2 separate regions of the Bos taurus genome follow, and region 1 is linked to region 2. The links are chromatin contacts, called in public Hi-C maps. All regions are on one chromosome and are shown on one strand. Each heading gives the region's core, a stretch centred on a gene start, on an enhancer-like site or on the middle of the called end of the contact. The rest is flanking DNA. Distances are from core to core; before and after follow the strand shown.

Region 1 (3,614 bases), core at 990-3,489, 300 kb after region 2:
GAAGCTTCTTGTGTCACCCCAGGCTAGCCAAGCAGCAGAATTGTTCCAGCCTTAGGGGGAGCATGGGTAGGGAAGGGGGAGTTGGGAGGGAAGAGAGAGTCCCCAAGACTGGGCTTGAGGATGTCCGCAGTGGCGCTTACCACCCTGGCCTTACCATCTGCAACTCCCCATTTGGTGAGTCAGGAACCCGACTGGGCCTCCACAGATGACTGCCAGCTGCCCTGCTTGTGTCCTGAACTTACTTTCTTCTGTATCTTTAGATACGGGAACTTGCGTGGCTTTCCTAAGAGTGACTGGGTCTGGGCTTTATATTAATTTGAGCACACCATTGATGCTTGCCAATATGGTGGTGGGGTGAAGACCTTTGACCCACAGGTTCATCATTATGGGAGTAAAAACAGCATAGGTGATTTAATTTTTAGAAAGCAATGAAAATTTTAATGCACATATTTATTTTTAATATATATTAAGTGGGCTTCCCAGGTGGCCTTAATGGTAAAAACCCACCTGCAAATGAAGTAGACTGAATAGACACAGGTTCGATCCCTGGGTTGGGAAGATCCCCTGGAGGAGGGCACAGCAACCTACTCCAGTATTCTTGGCTTAAGAATCCCATGGACAGAGGAGCCTGGCAGGCTATGGTTGATGGAGTCACACAGAGTCAACTGAAGCATGCACACATGCATATGTAATATAAACAAAATGAATATATAATATGTAATATATATAACATATGGTCTTCCCTGGTGGCTCAATAGTGAAGAATCTGCCTATAATGGAGGTGCTGCCAGAGATGTGGGTTTGATCTCTGTGTTGGGAAGATCCTCTGGAGAAGGGCATGGCACCCCACTCCAGTATTCTTGCCTGGGAAATCCCATGGACAGAGGAGCCTGGTGGGCTACAGTCCATGGGGTCGCACAGAGTCAGACACGACTAAAGTGACTTAGATGCATCCATATGTAATACATATGTAATGTATAAAGAGATATAGTTTAATAATGTATTAAAATATTAAAATTATTTTTCAGTTCAGTTCAGTTCAGTCGCTCAGTCACGTCCAACTCTTTGCGACCCCATGAATCGCAGCACGCCAGGCCTCCCTGTCCATCACCAGCTCCTGGAGTTCACTCAGACTCACCTCCATCGAGTCAGTGATGCCATCCAGCCATCTCATCCTCTGCCGTCCCCTTCTCCTCCTGCCCCCAATCCCTCCCAGCATCAGAGTCTTTTCCAACGAGTCAACTCTTCGAATGAGGTGGCCAAAGTACTGGAGTTTCAGCTTTAGCATCATTCCTTCCAAAGAAATCCCAGGGCTGATCTCCTTCAGAATGGACTGGTTGGATCTCCTTGCAGTCCAAGGGACTCTCAAGAGTCTTCTCCAACACCACAGTTCAAAAGCATCAATTCTTTGGCACTCAGCCTTCTTCACAGTCCAACTCTCACATCCATACACGACCACTGGAAAAACCATAGCCTTGACTAGATGGACCTTTGTTGGCAAAGTAACGTCTCTGCTTTTCAATATGCTATCTAGGTTGGTCAAACTTTCCTTCCAAGGAGTAAGCGTCTTTTAATTTCATGGCTGCAATCACCATCTGCAGTGATTTTGGAGCCCCCAAAATAAAGTCTGACACTGTTTCCACTGTTTCCCCATCTATTTCCCATGAGGTGATGGGACTGGATGCCATGATCTTCGTTTTCTGAATGTTGAGCTTTAAGCCAACTTTTTCACTCTCCTCTTTTACTTTCATCAAGAGGCTTTTCAGTTCTTCACTTTCTGCCATAAGGGTGGTGTCATCTGCATATCTGAGGTTATTGATATTTCTCCTGGCAATAACAAAACCGAAAGCAGGATGGCTAGCTGTTAAGGGCTGAATTGTATCCCTCCCCCCACCCCACTCCACCCCGCTCCAAATTCATACGTCAAAGTCCGAACCCCCAGGACGTCAGAATGTGACTGTGTTTAGAAACAGGGCCTCTGAAGAGGTGATTAAGTGAAAATGAAGTCAGTAGACTGGGCCCTAATACAATACAACTGGTGCCCAAAAGGAGGAAATTAGGACACGCACAGGGAAGCCCCTGTGAGGACACAGGGAGTAGATAGTCATCTACAAGCCAAGGAGAGAGACTTCAGGGGAAATCAACCCTGCTGACACCTTAATTTCAGACTTCTGGCCTTCGGAACGGAGCAAATAAATGTCTGTTGTTTAGACCGCCCAGTCTGTGGTACGCCGTTTGGGCAGTTGGCCAGCTAAGTAGCCATCTTGTTCGTGTCTGTAGCATCCTTTAAGCTAGGGAAGGGCTCCCTCTGCTGTGATAAACACCAAATGCCCTGAAAACAATGCATTTCATGTTTGGACACCATAGAATTAAGAACCAAGTATTTAGATGCTTCTTTACAGCATCCTTTATAGAATCAAGAATATAGAATCCTCATCGAATTCTTTACAGATTCCTTCACCTGTAAGTTCAGTTCAGTTCAGTTCAGTCACTCAGTTGTGTCTGACTCTTTGCGACCCCATGAACTGCAGCATGCCAGGCCTCCCTGTCCATCACCAACTCCCAGGGTCCACCCAAAACCATGTCCATTGAGTCGGTGATGCCATCCAACCATCTCATCATCTGTCATCCCCTTCTCCTCCCCCCCAATCCCTCCCAGCATCAGGGTCTTGAAATGAGTCAGCTCTTCACATCAGGTGGCCAAAATATTGGAGTTTCAGCTTCAACATCAGTCCTTCCAATGAACACCCAGGACTGATTTCCTTTAGGATGGACTGATTGGATCTCCTTGCCATCCAAGGGACTCTCAAGAGTCTTCTCCAACACCACAGTTCAAAAGCATCAATTCTTCAGCGCTCAGCTTTCTTCACAGTCCAACTCTCACATCCAAACATGACCACAGGAAAAACCATAGCCTTGACTAGATGGACCTTTGTTGACAAAGTAAAGTCTCTGCTTTTTAATATGCTGTTTAGGTTGGTCATAACTTTTCTTCCAAAGAGTAAGCGTCTTTTAACTTCATGGCTGCAGTCACCATCTGCAGTGATTTTGGAGCCCCAAAAATAAGTAGGGGTGCTATTAAAATATTCAGCAACTGGGGGTGGGGGGTTTTCCTATTGTGCCAGGTGTGGAGGAAGGGGTGGGGAGGCCCTGGGGAAGGCTGGGTGGCCTGGGCAGTCTCGGGAGGAAGTTGGGGGGAAAGACTATGCACCAACCCCTTACAGAAGATGTGGCCATTCGGGGTGTCCCATTGAAGATCAGTTTGCAATCACATAAAATCTTCTTCTAGTACTTCCTTTATGAAACTGCAAATCTTTAACCTAGTTAGTGCTCCTAGAAATAGTCCTCAAGCAAGTACTTTTTACTATGCAGGAAATCACTGTTTGGCCTTGGTTTGTGGTTATTCAACACACATTCCTTGTAAGTCAGATTCATTCTACTGACCTCACCCTCCTTCTCGTGGAAAGTTCTATGAATGAGACAGCAAGTCTGGAGACTAAGTCAGGTGCATCACAGTTAGAGGGTGAAAGTCTCCATCTCTTCCATCGCTACAAAACAGAGGGCAACCCAAGCAAATTGTGTTCCTGAAAGCTACCAAGAGAATGGAAAGATCA
Region 2 (4,188 bases), core at 434-2,933:
GTTTTTAAAGATAACTTTAAGTAAAATAATAAAATGATCCGAAGTGCTTTTTAGGGGTAATCTTCTATAAAGCTTCCAAAATGAAGCCTGTATCCTTTGCTTTTTGAGATGAAAATGTCTTTTAGTGTAAAGATAGGTAGGTACTTTGGGCATCATTTATAAAATTACACCCCTTACCCTACTCCTCACTCACTGAAGCATTAAGATCTAAGTGTTGAAGAAGTTTGTTTTTGTCATTGGTTTTAAGGAGTTGGATTATGGAGGGCTATGGTGTCGTTTTCTTCATATTTCTTCTGTTTGGGGTTCACTGAGTTTCTTGGATCTGTGGATTTATAGTTTTCACCATACTTGGAATCTTTTCAGACAGTATTTCCTCAGATCTTTTTTTCTGTCCACCCTTCCCTCCTGGGTTCCAGCTATACACATAGTAGGCTGCTAGATGTTGTTCCACAGCTCACTGGTGCTTCGTTCTTTGCGTGCTTTTTTCCTACCTCTCCACCACCGCTCTTCTGCCCACCAAGTCTTCTTCTCTTGTTTTCTCTCTGTGTTTCATTTGGGTTAGTTTCCAGTGTTATATCTTTAAATTCACTGATGTCTGCTTCCATCACATCTAATCTATTACTCCCATCCAGTGTGCTTTTCATCTCAGATATTGTATTTTTCATCTCTGTTAACTTGATTTGGGCATTTATTTTTTTCACCATTTCCACGTCTCTCCCTAACATGCTTATGCTTTTCCTCTGTCTTCTTGAACATATGAAGTATGTTTATAACTATTTCAATGTCCTTGTCTAATTGTATCAATTCTCAGTCTGTTTCTGTTGATTACTTTTGTTTCCTTTTTTCATTCTGGGTCTGAAGCTCTGTTTGCTCTTTGCTGGTAGCTGACTGGGAGCTGGACTTTTGGGTGTTCCTTTAAATGTTTTTGAGCTTTGTTCTGAATGCAGCTCAGTCATTTGGAAACGAGTTGATCCTTTGGATCTTGCTTTTAAGCTTTGTTAGGCAGGCCCAGAGCAGCTTTAGGGCCCCCTTGCTAAGCCAGAGAGCACTTCTCAGTGTTCTTCCTGATGCCGCATGTGTTCTGAGGTGTTCACTCTGCTATGAGATTGTGAGGTATTCCCAGCCCTTTGGGAGCTCTGGGAATGGTTCTTTCCAATGTTTCCTTCCCTTTTCTTGGGTAGTTTCCACACACGCATCTACTGTCAGTACTCGGCAGAAGCCCATGGGACCCTACCCTCTAGCTCTCTGTCCTCCACCTTGCACACTCTGGCTGCTCAGCCTCCCGGAACTCTCGACACTGTCTCGACTCTGCTCACCTCAGGAGACCCCTGTGCCTGGGCTCCCTCTTACTGCACCGCGGCTGGGGCACTCTTGGTTGTGAAAGACGTGTGACTGTTTCTGCGTCTTGTGACTGTATTTCTTGGCACATGACTGACACCCTTTTGGGAATACATTGAATTTGCACAAAGATGTCTTAGGCACTGTTTCGAGATCAAATTTAAATTCAGATTCAGCCCTTTGCAGGGGCAGATGAGCCTGTGTAAATGACAGTTGGTTGAACAGAAACCTTGTGTGTGTAAAGGCCTGTGCTCACGTGGGCAGTGGCTGCTGCACCAGCTGTGTGCTCCGCCCAGAGGCCAGCAAGTTACGCAGCCAGCCGTGCTTCCCGTGTGCCAGGCCTTTTCTGAGTGCAGAGGGCAGCTCCTCCTCCTCCTCTGTTTGCTGTGCCTGCTGGTCCGCCACGCCCTGGCCACTCACCTTTGAAGTTTCTTAAGGTTCTGCTCTAGGCCTCTTCTAGACTCCTTCCCTCTCTCGATGAGGTCCTTTTTGCTGGGGACTTCAGTTAGTACCTGTGTGCCAGGGAGCCACAGATGTCTGTCTCTGTGTCTAAACCATGTATTGGATTCTTACTTATCCCTTCCTGAGTGGCTAATGTTTCAAATCTAACACAGCCAGTGTACCCAGAGCTCAAACTCCTGGTCCCAGAGTGTCCTATCTTTCTGGCCTTTGCTTCTTCCCCTCATGCCTTGCTGAGGTAATTATTTCTTCCTTTCCTCTCTCTCCTCCTCCCTTCCTTCCTCCTCTCCTCCCTGCCTCCCCCCAGGTCTTCAGGGCTGTGGCAGCTTTTCTCTAGTTGTGGAGAGTGGGGGCTGCTCTTGCTGGTGGTGTGTGGGCTTCTCACTGCGGTGGCCGCTTCTGTTGCGGGGTGTGAGCTCTAGGTGCATGGGCTCAGTAGTTGTGGCGCATAAGCTTAGATGCCCCGTGGCATATGGGATCTTCCCAAACTGGGGATCGAACCCATGTTGCTGCATTGCCAGGTGGATTCTTAACCACTGGACCACCCCGGAAGTCCCACACTCCCTTTCTTTTAGATCTCAGTTCAGTCATCACTTCCTTAGGAAAACCTTGACCTCTAACTAGGTCTGATCCTTGTATTTCTCTCTCTTGGTCCCATGGGTATCACTGAGTTGGGATTTGGTTTTCTCCCACTGGTGAGCACATTTGTCTAGTTTTGGCTCACAGTCCCATTCCCAGTGCTTAGCCAGGTGCCTCATGCCCAGCCAGCACTCTGTACAGTAACTTTCTGTAAATGAATGAAGAATTGCGTCATGGTCTGTTTTAGGATGCTTCAGTTTTTGTAGCTCAGATATTGTAGAACCCTAGAGATGTGAATGACCTTATTGCTGGCCACGATGAGAAATGTGCTCTTTCCTTTACTGGTGTCCTATCCAGTAACTTTAGGCTTTAAGAAGATACTAAACTCAGCCATGAGGTCCACAGACTGCTTTATAAAACAAGCAAATTCAGACCAACAGCACCACAGTCTTTAATTTTAGAAGCTGATAGAAAGGATCAGTGAGGTACCCATCAAAGCATATTTAGAAAATGAATTCTCTATTGTGTTTCTATGTGATTTTACCTCACAATTTATTTTAATATCTTTCCAGCACTCTGATCTACAAATTTGGAAGAACTGAAGAGCTGTGGACCTGAGACCACTTCTCAAATCACGTTTTCCTTTTGTTATATTCTATCTGTAGATAATTTTTTATTTCAGTATAGTTTACACATTGCCAAATGGAATAGATTGTACATTAAATGTTTTGTCTCTTTACACTTTTATGTAAAGCCCTGAGTTTTTAAATAGTTTTATGAAATTTCTGTCCTTTTTTTTTTTCATTGAATTAGATTGTTAATATGTACATAGTGTAAGACTATATAGATGAGATGAGGAGTGTCAGTTTTTTTATTCTTGAAGACTTAAAGCTTAATATGTTCCCTGAGCCAGGGTTGTATCATCATGGTCATTGTAGCATTAACTACTTTGCCTGATTTTCAAAGATGTGCAAAAAATGCAGTTCCACATATCTGAAATAAGCACTGAGCCATTAAAAGGGGTATTTTAGCAAGTTGTAATTTATTTTGGCTTAAAAATTAGATTTTTTTTAAAGGAAAAATGTTTGTTCTTATGTATAAAAAAAGTGGACTTTTATATGAAGATTTTTAAAAATGCCCGAAGGACTAGTTTGAAAATCTGTTCTAAAAAACAATTCCTCTACTAAGACTTTATTTGAGAAAGGGTAATACATGGTCGCATAAGCTCAGTTTTACACGGCTGATGTAAAAAGATTGGTAGGCAGCTCAGCAACATGCTTCTTAACAAAAGCAGCTTAAACCGTTGTCGTTTGACAACCTACTATTATCTGATGTTACCGAATTCTGTATCAAGCAAGTTTGAAGACAACTGCAGTTTAAAAGCATGAACCATATAACAAAAAGTGGAATAATTAGATTCAGGATAAAAGCACTCTTCCCAAAGGGGATCCTCATGACCTAGTGAGAAATTAGGCATTTCATCCACTCAGTGACTTGACTGCAGGTCTGTCTTTGCTTCAGCTCTCAAAACATGAGGTGAACTCTCCCTGCCAAATACATCTTTAACCTGAAAGTTCTTACTCCAGTTGAAAGCTTCTTTTGCTGAGTATGAAATACTGTATTTGCACTATGTGTATTCCCTTGAGAGATTTCAAAGGGAGAGCTGGGTCTTTATTTCTACTTTGGCTTTCCTTTGTTTTTTTTGTTGCACTTTTCAACAGGTTTTTTGTTGTTGTTGCACTTTTTTCCTCCAGAGGGACTTTTCTAGAGCCTTTTGTTGTAAGACAGAATAGTATTAGTGATATTATATGC

The links. A called contact is a pair of places that touch in the nucleus more often than the background predicts.
Region 1: a contact with region 2 is called in a Hi-C map of liver, with 2.4 times the contacts expected there. The contact joins two enhancer-like sites. A contact is called at or near these places in 3 of 11 Hi-C or Micro-C datasets (liver, skeletal muscle and skin fibroblasts).

Annotation. Positions count from the first base shown.
Region 1 is chr1:2,375,507-2,379,120 of ARS-UCD2.0, forward strand. No RefSeq gene overlaps it. Among named protein-coding and RNA genes, the nearest start is that of IFNAR2, 27 kb to the left of the region's middle. Within about 2 kb of position 2,240, at least 21 of the 102 cell types and tissues checked have an H3K27ac peak or open chromatin away from gene starts, as enhancers often do. A contact at or near this core is called in liver, where this site is marked.
Region 2 is chr1:2,079,143-2,083,330 of ARS-UCD2.0, forward strand. TMEM50B (transmembrane protein 50B) reads left to right here. Exons shown (of 7, transcript NM_001034786.2): 7 at 2,949-4,188. The coding sequence ends at 2,994. Among named protein-coding and RNA genes, the nearest start is that of TMEM50B, 35 kb to the left of the region's middle. Within about 2 kb of position 1,684, at least 17 of the 102 cell types and tissues checked have an H3K27ac peak or open chromatin away from gene starts, as enhancers often do. A contact at or near this core is called in liver, where this site is marked.